Linked DNA regions of Mus musculus: regions 1 and 2 are each linked to region 3. The links are chromatin contacts, called in public Hi-C maps. All regions are on one chromosome and are shown on one strand. The core of a region is the stretch at or near the end of the contact, and the rest is flanking DNA. Distances in the headings are between cores, read along the strand shown. Region 1 holds the start of Ptgs2 (prostaglandin-endoperoxide synthase 2). Region 2 holds the start of Pla2g4a (phospholipase A2, group IVA (cytosolic, calcium-dependent)). Region 3 has its middle 66 kb from the start of Pla2g4a.

Region 1 (3,580 bases), core at 697-3,196, 73 kb before region 3:
AAAAAAAAATCATTGGTCCTCATATGAAAAACAACAACAACAACAAGGGCATATCAATTATCATTGTACAATGTAGCAAGTACAGAGACTAGATTTCCTTCAGACAAAGATACCCTGCTGTACAATGGCTGAACTTTAAAGAGCACTGAAAATGCATCTTCAATAAAGCTTAAATTTTACACAGGACATTCTGCTCCAGTAGTCTTGACTTTTCAGTTTCTACCCACTCCCTGTTCCATAGCTGATGACAGAGACATTTGGGCATGGCCCTCACCAATAACTACAGACAGCTATTTTTCTCTTCTGACCCAAACCCTAGTCAACCATTTGTTTCAAAGGTTCAGAACAATTCTATGTGTTCCGAACAATTCTGTGAGCCATGGGTATTTATTCAATGAACAAGTGAACCACACTTCCTCCACACGAATGAAGGACAGGGGTCAAAACTAGAATAGAGACTACAGGTTTTCATGACTGTATTTTAGACATTTCAGGGGAAAAACAGATTAGAAAAGGTATACTTCAAGCCCTTTGAAAAGGTCAGGATAGTTCTTGGGGTTGGGTTTCTAGTGCCTAGTTGTGTTGGAGGATGCTGGAAAACAAGGGAGGGTTGTACTTACATGTCAGCACATATTTCATGATTAAACTTCGCAGGAAGGGGATGTTGTTCACAATGTTCCAGACTCCCTTGAAGTGGGTCAGGATGTAGTGCACTGTGTTTGGGGTGGGCTTCAGCAGTAATTTGATTCTTGTCAGAAATTCAGCTGGAGAGAGACAAAGCAGGAGGAAGAATGAGCAGGCCCCTCCCCCATAGGACACAAATCTACAGAATGATGGTTACACATGTGGCCACATTCCAAAGGAAGATACCCCAGGAAAAACTTACGTGTAGTACAGTTTTCACCATAGAATCCAGTCCGGGTACAGTCACACTTATACTGGTCAAATCCTGTGCTCATACATTCCCCACGGTTTTGACATGGATTGGAACAGCAAGGATTTGCTACATTAAAAAAATAAGATATCCTGTCAGTTACTCTTGGTTGTTCTCATCTTAACTTAAGGATTTAATTCTGTCACTATGGGTCAACTTTACAATGATAAGTTTGACAAATACATAGGTAGACCCAGATTTAAAAAGGTCATTATTTTAATTAAGTCTGTCTTATCAACTGTTTATGGAAATAGCAAGCAACTTTGTATTCTTAAGCAAGAAACACAGAGGACCTAACTTCATAGTTCACATTACCAACATTTTTAAAATAACTCGGACACACAGACTAGAATTATTAAGCATCCCTTTAAATATTAAAATGGATCGACCTAGTGCAATAGTCAAAATTTAGTGTAAAGAAAATAAAATTAAAACAGTCAAGTTTTAGCATTTTAAATATATTTTTAAAAATGTATTCTGGATTTTTCTGTGGATAGAAAAACTCTAACAGGTATTCAAAGCAGCCACTCTTGTTCAGTTGCCCACATCTATGCTTTTCACAAGTATTGATCAGATTGTCTTACCATAATGACAACCTGTAAGCCATTAAGACTATTGGTTTTTAGCAAATAAGAAACCTGAAAGTGGGTTGCAGTTCCTCAGGACTTAAGCAGTCCAGGCTCTTTGCCAATACACAGCCAGGCCCACACTGCTAGAAAGGGGGTCTGAGCCTGAGGAGTCCCAGGGCGCCTCGGGGCGCAACTCACCTGCCTGGCTGAGCCCCAGGGCAGCGCAGAGCAGCACAGCTCGGAAGAGCATCGCAGAGGTGGCAGCGGAGGTGGCAGTAGTGGTGGCGGTGGAGCTGGCAGGATGCAGTGCTGAGTTCCTTCGTGAGCAGAGTCCTGACTGACTCCTGAAGCTCTTAGCTCGCAGTTTGACAACTGGCTGCTAATGGGGAGAACCTTGCTTTTAAGTCTGTAAAGCGGACTCCACGTGACGTAGTGGTGACTCTGTCTTTCCGCTTAGGCTTTCCCCAACCCCCACCAACTTTTCCCCCTCTCTGCTTCAGTGAGTTGCGCAAGAACCGCAGCGGCAGGCTTTTACCCACGCAAATGAGAGACGAAGGAAGCCGGGAAGCTGCCCTTGGCTGCCCCAGGTGGTGCCAAGAGAGCTGCACCGCCCTCTCCATCCCTCCAGGCGCCCTGTGGTTCGCTGAGTCTGCGCCTAGTCTGGCGCTCTTTGGGGTCTCCGGTTTCCTCCCAGTCGCGCATCCAGTGGGGGCCTAAAAGCTCAAGAGTGTCACAGCTTCCCCTCCCGGGATCTAAGGTCCTAACTAAGGGAATCCCCTCACCTCTCCCCACTGGGGCGCAGTCTGACGTGCTCGCTGCTCAGAGCACGCACACAGCTACCGGTTAATTTAATTTCTTCTATTTTTAATGAAATGAGTGTCCTCTGTCAGGGTCCACATCTGTACTGGTGGAATTAGGTTGAAGTCTTTCATGGAACTACCCTCCGGGTTCTGCAGTCACAGGAGCCCCTGGCACTCGCCTTTCCCAGGGACAGATGCTGAGCTCCACTTCATCGGAATGCTAAGTGTCCACAGCATTGCTTTAAGGTATTTTCCCCCTGCTGTTACATAGCTTTTATCATTTTGATCAGCAACTCTTTTCACGGGATGTATCACTAGAAAGAATTTGTTTTCAAATGTACCTTTTAAAAACTTTTTCTGTCCATGTTTACAAGAAAGTATGTTATGGCAACGGATCAAAAGGTAATAGTTATTTTTCCATAACTAGCCTTATTCTCCCTAACCTTAAAAAAAAATTCACTTCATTCAGAAACAGTGTTTGATAAAAAATTATTTGCCTAGAGAGGTGATGTTTTTGATAGTGTTGGATATCTTCCTACTGTGTTTGTGTTGGCCATGGAGGGGGTGTGAGGATGGAGTAGCGAAAAGGAGCAAAATAAGAAAAGGAGGAAACTAAAAAATTCAACTAAACTGTACGTTCTTGGCGTGAATGGATAAAAAAAATGACACAGAGTGTGAAATTACACTATATTCTGAGGACAGTTAAGTCAGGAAAATGGTTTGAAGCAGGCTGGGTAACACAGCAAGACCCCTGCTCAAAACAAAACAGAACAAAACAAAACAAAAATGAAAGGGGAGAATATCCACATGGGGGAATCCAATCGACCATGAGAAGCAGCACTTAGGAAACTCTAGCAAATACCTGACTCTGCGGAAGTCTCCCAGAAAGTAAGAATACTCATGGAATTTTTTTTTAACTGTTTGCTTCATGTGCAAGCTAATTTGATGCTACATGAGACACAGTGACTAAAACTCCATGTCACCCAGGGCCTTTGTTCTAGTCATGTTTAATCAGTCCAGGTATGGCACTCCCAGCCTCTTACACGGAGTCTTATGGGAAATTTCAACTGAAAGCACAGACTGTTTTCTTTTGGAGAATCCCTTTAAATAGTTCTTGTTTTCTGTTTTATTTTAAATGCGGGAAGTGCATGGTGTCAAACTAAGTTTGTTAGAGCTCCTGATACGAACTTCAGCTAGGAACTGTATAAAATTCCACATTCTTGACTGTGTACGAACATTTTCTAGTGAAATCTTCAACTGACTTTGACCAACTCCAT
Region 2 (3,472 bases), core at 210-2,709, 66 kb after region 3:
TTCGTGAATCTGTCTATTCATACCACATAAACTTGTACTTTGTGATAGAATGGAGGTGTCAGATTTGCCTTTTACTTTACTCATGAATGGAAAAGGAGCCTTTAAAAGTGTAATTGCTAGGCCTGGGTGGCATGTGCTTTTGATTCCACGGAGGTGGTGGCAGGAAAGTCAGGCGTTCAAAGTCATCTGTTGCTAGCCAGTTCAGTTTGAGTCCAGCCTTGGTTGCATGAGAGCCTGCCTCCGACACCAAAAAGGAGTAAATTATGAAACGAGAACAAAAATGCATCCCTCCTTGGTTTATGCTTCAGGTCTTGCCTCCTGTTTTCTGCTTTGAATTTCTACTCTGACTTCGCTTCCTGATGGACTGTCAGGACCTGTATGCCCAAATAAAACTTTCCCTTCACAAATTGCTTCTGGTCAGAAAAATTTATCCCAGCAATAGAAAGCAAACAGAAGAAGAAAAGATGTGCTTTTAAGAAATATTGAGGATATTAATTAGGAGATAAATGGTGGCGTTGTAGAGAGGAAGGGGCTCTGCTAACTGCCTTTGATATGGAGGAAGCCCTGAAGGCATTCTAACCAGGGTACTTAGAGTAACAGGATTTCATGAATTGTCAGGACGTCTGTTTGCCTTGAGATATGGCTTCACTATGTAGCATAAGCTGACTTTGAACTCATACATGTTTTTTTTTCTACTTCCCACATGACAGTTGTGAGCTACCACGCTTGTAATAGATACAACACTTTCTTCACATAGAAGTTATTATATGCTTCAAATTAGATTGCAGATTCTTCCTGATTTGTTGTTACTTCTACGTCGGAACTTATGGGTTCTATTCTCTGAAAGGGCTTAAACAACTCAGAGGCTTTGAGTTTGGGGAGAAAGGCTTGAACAGGTTTGCTTTTCAAGGTTGTCCAACACTGTTCAACTGTAAAATGTATATGCGTTTTGTATTTGCGGTTTGTTTAAAACTTCACCTTTTAAAGACTCTAAAAATTCTCAACATAATGCATTATCTTTTCAACTTCACTTTTAGTCTTTTGGAAAAAAGAGGAAGTAGTGACTGCTTAAGGGCAAGCAGCAGCAGCAGCAGTCTCTCTCTCTCTCTCTCTCTCTCTCTCTCTCTCTCTCTCTCTCTCTCACACACACACACACACACACACACACACACACGCACATGCACACACACACACACACACACACATGCACACACACACATAGGCACGCACATGCATACCCCCAGGACCAGTTAGGTCACATGTTTTTAAAGCATATTTTCATGCACACCCCTAGGACCAGTTAGATCACATATTTTTAAAGTATATTTTCTGACTCGAAAGGCCTGTTTCTGAAAACTAAACATGTCCATTTAGAATGTTAGTCTTCACCAGAGGAGCTCGCTTGAATTCCACCTTAACATCCACAGAGACCAGCCCACTTCTTAGCCCCTCCTACCAGCCGGAGAAGACTTTCTAGAAGTCGGAACTGTGAAGGGCTCCCGACTGAGAGCCAGAAGGCACAGAGAAGCCTGAGGATTCTCATTTAACTCTGGGAACTGTAAGCAATGCATTTACTCTCCCTGCCTGCTTCCTCTTGCACTTTCCATCGCTATCCGTGGGCAGCTTCCCAGGAGGAAGGCAGCCACGCGTGCTAAAACTTCACTTCTTTCACTCCTCTGCCTCTGGGAAAGGTTCACAACGCAGGCTTCAGTTTCCTTCTAAGTGAGGAGGGTTTGGTTTCCTGGGTCTAAGAGCAGATTGGAATAAAGGTATAGGTTGTTTCCTTCAGCGGGTGCTGGGAAATTGAGTCTTTATAGAGAAGTGAGTTGGCGCGCCTTTGTGTCCCACGTGATGCTACCCAGTGATTCCTGACTCCTGAGTTTGAGTGCTGCTTGTAAAGATGTTTAGGGGCAGTTTGGTGACTCATTTAAATTTTAATTGATAAAAAGAGTTATGTTCGCAGAACATTCCTGGGTATTTAATGGGCTGCTGTGTGATGTGACTTATAACACTGAAAAACTAACCTTGAACTAACAAGCACCGCTGCTCTCAGGCTTTGGGTAACTTGTGACAGGACAACAGGTCAAAACAGTTTTTTGGAAAATATTCTATCAAGTTGCACACTTGTGAATATCATTTTAGAACTGAGGTTCTAAAATCTAAAAGATGGAAGAGTGAAAGGGACTTGGTTTTGAAATAAATGACTTAACATCTTTACTTCTTTTACAATTTGTAATGATTTAAATAGATTCATCACTTCAGACACTTGGTTATGAAAAATGCTCCTGATGTTAGCTGTTGGTTTAAACTGCTTTCACTGAAGGCTGGTGGAGAGCAGCATTAGAGATGTGCCACTTAGAAGGGGTGGATTCGCCCGGCATGGTGGCGCACGCCTTTAATCCCAGGGAGGCAGAGGCAGGCAGATTTCTGAGTTCAAGGCCAGCCTGGTCTACAGAGTGAGTTCCAGGATAGCCAGGGCTATACAGAAAAACCCTGTCTCGAAAAACAAAAAACAAAAAACAAACAAACAAACAAACAAACGAAACAACAACATAAAAAGAAGGGGTGGATTTTAGTATTATATTTGGGATTCTAATTTGGGAAAAAGGAGTGTATTTTGTGTTGCTTCTGTTTGTTGAATACATTTGAAATTGCAGTCAAAGAGATTCACAGAGAATTTAATGAAATAGACCTATCCAGTCTGAAATTATATCACAGATATAGTGAGACCTGGCCAATGAAGCTGGTCTCTGTTTTCATTGAGCTCACGAAGAGTTAAATTTTAAATTAAGCAATAATTGTGAAATGCATAGAGAAGTTTAATGGCCTTCTCTCAAAGTTTTACAAAACTTCCTCTAAGGAAAACATATTTTATGGGAAGAGACACTTTCATTTTAACTGTATACGTTTTTAAAATAGCATTTTATATTTATTTTTAAATAGAAAAAATAAAATTATGAAACACATGTCTTAGCCTCTCATAAGGTTCATGTCAGAGAACTAAATTGGCTTGTCTTTAACCCTTGTCTTTCCTACTGTTTTTTCTAGTCCTGAAGCAGATTGTTCGATTGTTTAAATATTAATAAACATGCTTGAGGAGTAAAAAAAGAGTAAGAAAAAAGTTGCCATGTTTGTTTTCCCTTCCTTTCTGTATATCACCACATCTCCCCACAGTATGCCATCATGCTGGTAAAATTATATATATATTTATATATACATAATATATATTTCTTTTTCTTTCTTTTTGATCTCTAACTCCTTTACAAACATTTTGAGGACTCAGGAGTTCTCCTAAGGTAATGAACACATGCTTGTCCAGTGCACACAAATTTGAAAGAAAGAAAGCAATTCACACATTTGCCAAAGACATGGGACATTTCATAAACCTCTGGATTTTCTTATCATTTATCAAAGTTAAGCAGCAAACGCTTTCACATGTGAGTAGGAGCTGCCCCACTGTCATACTGAGAAT
Region 3 (3,561 bases), core at 631-3,130:
CACCAGAATCTGGAAGAAGTAGGCTCTAATTCCAGCCAAGGAATGGGCTTCTTAAGAGAGAATGAAAGGAGGAACTTTTATTGTTCTTCTGAAATGTAAGGTACAGTATAGTTCATTACAATTCTCTTTATGGCAGGTTATCTGTGCTGTATATCTGTATACAAACGTATTATAAGCTATCAATTCTATGCACCCCTTTAATCCTAGTACTTAGAAGACAGCAACAGTCAGATCTCTGGGAGTTTTAGGCTAACTGGTCTGCATAGCAAGTTCCAAGCCATCAGAGTTACAAAGTGAGACTTTGTCTCAAAGGGGTGGGGAGTTGGACTTAATCTGTTTGGATATGAAAGTTTAATAATTATGTTGTTGTTTTAGTTAGGGTTTCTGTGGCTCTCAAGACAAACCATGGCAATGGCAATTCTTCTTTTTTTTTTTTTTTAAGTATCCTTTTCTTTCTCCTCATGTTCACTCTTTTAACAGCATCTTTTTTGTGTGCTTTTACTTTCTTTTTTTAATAGTTTTTATTACATATTTTCCTCAATTACATTTCCAATGCTATCCCAAAAGTCCCCATACCCTCCCCCCTACTTCCCTACCCACCCATTCCCATTTTTTTGGCCCTGGCGTCCCCCTGTACTGGGGCATATACAGTTTGGGTGTCCAATGGGCCTCTCTTTCCAGTGATGGCCGACTAGGCCATCTTTTGATACATATGCAGCTAGAGTCAAGAGCTCCGGGGTACTGGCTCACAGTCAGCTATTGGATGGATCACAGGGCTCCCAATGGAGGAGCTAGAGAAAGTACCCACGGAGCTAAAGGGATCGGCAATGGCAATTCTTAGAACAGAAAACACTTAGTTGGACCTGGATTACATTTTCAGAGATTTAGTTCATTATCATCACTGCAGTAGGCTGGCATCTTGAGGAGGAGCTGAGAGTTCTATATCTGGCATGCAGAAGAATTGAAGGAAACATACTTTCTCCAACAAGGCCACACCAATTTCAACAAGGTCATATTTAGTGTCACTCTCTGTGGACCTATGGTGGCCATTTTCATTCCAACTACCATAGCTGTTCTCTGGCTGTGAGGTTAATTTAGCTTAGCCATTCTATGAGCTACTTGAAAATAGAGCTGATGACAACAAGATGTAAAAATATCTTGTATTATCTTGTAAAATTGCAAAATCATCTAAGAAACACAAACAAGAGAGTGAAAATCAGTCAATCGGTTACCTAAATAAAGCATTGAGGGTCATCAAGATGGTTAGTATGTGGTGGTACTTGCTGTCAAGGCTGATGCGCAACTTGAATTTAATTCCTGGGGTTCAAAGATGGAAGGAACTCCTGATGATTGTCCTCCCACCTCCACACACAGGTTGTGGTATGCATGTATAGCCATACACATGTAGAATAAATAAATTTATAAAGAAAATAGTTTATTGAAATGTACACTTTATATTTTCCTTGCTTTCTATTCAGATTTAGGATACCCTTGCCTAGCAGTGAGACTCACTGGTTCTAGTAGTCATCTGCCATAGCCATCAAAAACCTACTCCCCTGGGGTGGACAATCCTTCAGAGATGACACAAAAGTTGACAGAGAAAACAATCAAGTCCAACTTTAGACCTTAGTAAGAGAATTCTCCTGAAGTGATCAGTTTCAACCCTTTCCTAGGTTTTGATATTTTTCTCTCTGGTTGGTCCTCTTGCATGTCTATATGGGCATTTGTAAAACAGCTTATAGAGAGGAAAAAATGCAGCTCCCTGTTACCCGTCCACACCCACTGATACTGGAATTCCATGTGGGCTAGACTGGAGGACGAGGGAAGTCACTGACTAACTTCTGCTACCCCAGAGCAGTCTGACCAGAAGAGAAGATAGAACAGAGCGGGCTGTTAGTGCACATTGGAATTCCACAGGATTCCAGAACCATGAGCCGATGGTTTAGTAACTATAACAGTGTTATCAAACACAAACATACAAAGCTTTCTTTTCCAAAATGAGTCTACAAACACAGGGATTTCCTCCCCTGGGCTGTTTCCATCGGGGAGAACTCTGATAGGAAGGAAAGTCTAAACAGTGAGTGGCAACACAGAACAAGGGCATGAAGACTCAGCATCATGCCCTGCATGATCCTTTCCTTCCAGGGACTCACTAATTTTATGACTGCAGTGACTCATCTCCACCCCCATGCCTCAGTTTACAAAAACACACTGGTAAGATACCACCACCAAGACAAATTATAGCTTCGTTGACCTCTGTCATTTGTCATGAGGCAGTCACACAAGAAACATAGCAGACAAGATATAACCCTTTCAATCTATCATAACTTTAAAGAAGTATTTATAAAAGGTCAAAAAGACAGGTAACACCTCAGTGCTACAGGTGCCAGTGGAAAATGACTGTTATAGAGGTTGGCTTGGCAACTTACATTATGTAATCAGGTAATTATGTAATCCTGCCATTAAGCAAATTTGTGCGGGAGGATCTCCTTGAGTTGGTGGCTAGCCTGAGTTTCTGAGTCCCAGGCCATTTAGGGACACAGAGTAACACCCTGTTTCAAAACAAACACAAAACTCTTAATCAATCAATAGAGAAATAAATAAAAGACATAGATAGAAAAGGAGAAAAGAAAAGGAAAAATGAAGAAAGAATAGAGTGATTGTAGAATGGAAAGGGAGGACTTCCTGTGATGGACAGCAGTGACCTCAGATGTGTGACAAACTCTGGATTCTATGCCTATAATGAGTGATTGTTGTGCTAAGCTACCTCTCAATAAAAAATGTGATTGCCCTGTGTCACTGGGAGTAAGGCATAGTCCTATCCAAGTCTTATCATGTCTGGCCCCTTGTCTCTCCTGCAACACTTTGCTGGTCTTCCTTGGTTTTCCCTGGTCTTCACTTTGCAGAAAGAAATGTGCCAAAGTCCTTCTCTTGGTATTCTGGCTGATTCCGCTGACTCATGCTGATTCGGTGGAGGGGGCTGGGCAGGGCTTGTAGTTTCTGCTGGATAGAGGACTGCTACTGATTCATGTTTGTTGTTTGCTATTGGACTGGACTGCTGGTATCCTGACACTGAAGAGTGAAATCACTGCCAAAGAACTACTTCTAAACTGGCCCACCAAACCCTGTTCTTATGAACCTTCTTTTTCAGTCGCTGAACTAGAAGGGAGGTTGAAGTGTTCAAGAACCCTAAATAAAGTAGATTTAGAGAAAAATCTAAGCCTACAGCTAGGTTTCCATTACCAGGCATGATTTACCTCTTGTTGAGTGGTTCTTAAGTCAAATTAGAGAGCTGTTGGTTCCTGTCAAGATATAGGTTTTGATGCCCTGTTGATCATTGCTGTGGCTAGTAGGCATCAATTCTGGCCAAGACTGTCGATTGTTTTTTTTTTTTTTTGAAGCTTTCAAGGTGCCATCTAGTACCATAAAATCTACTCCCCAGGGAGGAGGCTTACAGGTCAGCTCATCTCAGGGGCCCCTGGACCCTATGTCTGAAGTGTGTGGTGTTTCTACAATAAAGAACCTTTGTTGTTCTACCTGTGTTGAAAAACCAAGGGCAAT

What was found. A called contact is a pair of places that touch in the nucleus more often than the background predicts.
Region 1: a Hi-C map of adipose-derived mesenchymal stem cells shows a contact between it and region 3, with 2.0 times the contacts expected there. The contact joins the promoter of Ptgs2 here to the enhancer-like site in region 3. A contact is called at or near these places in 5 of 39 promoter capture datasets (the 3T3-L1 cell line, 3T3-L1-derived adipocytes, the C10 cell line and 1 more), 1 of 15 datasets of contacts at CTCF or cohesin (the NIH/3T3 cell line), 5 of 484 Hi-C or Micro-C datasets (the C2C12 cell line, adipose-derived mesenchymal stem cells, nephron progenitors and 2 more), 4 of 115 datasets of contacts at active chromatin or transcription factors (embryonic stem cells, heart atrium and pancreatic cancer cells) and 2 of 9 other capture datasets (adipose tissue and liver).
Region 2: a Hi-C map of pancreatic cancer cells shows a contact between it and region 3, with 2.3 times the contacts expected there. The contact joins the promoter of Pla2g4a here to the enhancer-like site in region 3. A contact is called at or near these places in 2 of 39 promoter capture datasets (the HPC-7 cell line, HPC-7-derived erythroid cells and macrophages), 5 of 484 Hi-C or Micro-C datasets (adipose-derived mesenchymal stem cells, nephron progenitors, pancreatic cancer cells and 2 more), 1 of 115 datasets of contacts at active chromatin or transcription factors (heart atrium) and 2 of 9 other capture datasets (adipose tissue and liver).

The regions. Positions count from the first base shown.
Region 1 is chr1:150,098,397-150,101,976 of GRCm38.p6, reverse strand. Ptgs2 (prostaglandin-endoperoxide synthase 2) reads right to left here and starts at 1,946. Exons shown (of 10, transcript NM_011198.4): 1 at 1,702-1,946; 2 at 887-1,003; 3 at 621-764. The coding sequence starts at 1,753. It overlaps Ptgs2os (prostaglandin-endoperoxide synthase 2, opposite strand), which reads left to right and starts at 2,103. Exons shown (of 5, transcript NR_015466.3): 1 at 2,103-2,549.
Region 2 is chr1:149,959,277-149,962,748 of GRCm38.p6, reverse strand. It overlaps Pla2g4a (phospholipase A2, group IVA (cytosolic, calcium-dependent)), which reads left to right and starts at 1,459. Exons shown (of 18, transcript NM_008869.4): 1 at 1,459-1,558.
Region 3 is chr1:150,025,805-150,029,365 of GRCm38.p6, reverse strand. No RefSeq gene overlaps it. Among named protein-coding and RNA genes, the nearest start is that of Pla2g4a, 66 kb to the right of the region's middle. Within about 2 kb of position 1,880, at least 36 of the 459 cell types and tissues checked have an H3K27ac peak or open chromatin away from gene starts, as enhancers often do. A contact at or near this core is called in the C2C12 cell line, the HPC-7 cell line, the NIH/3T3 cell line and 2 more, where this site is marked.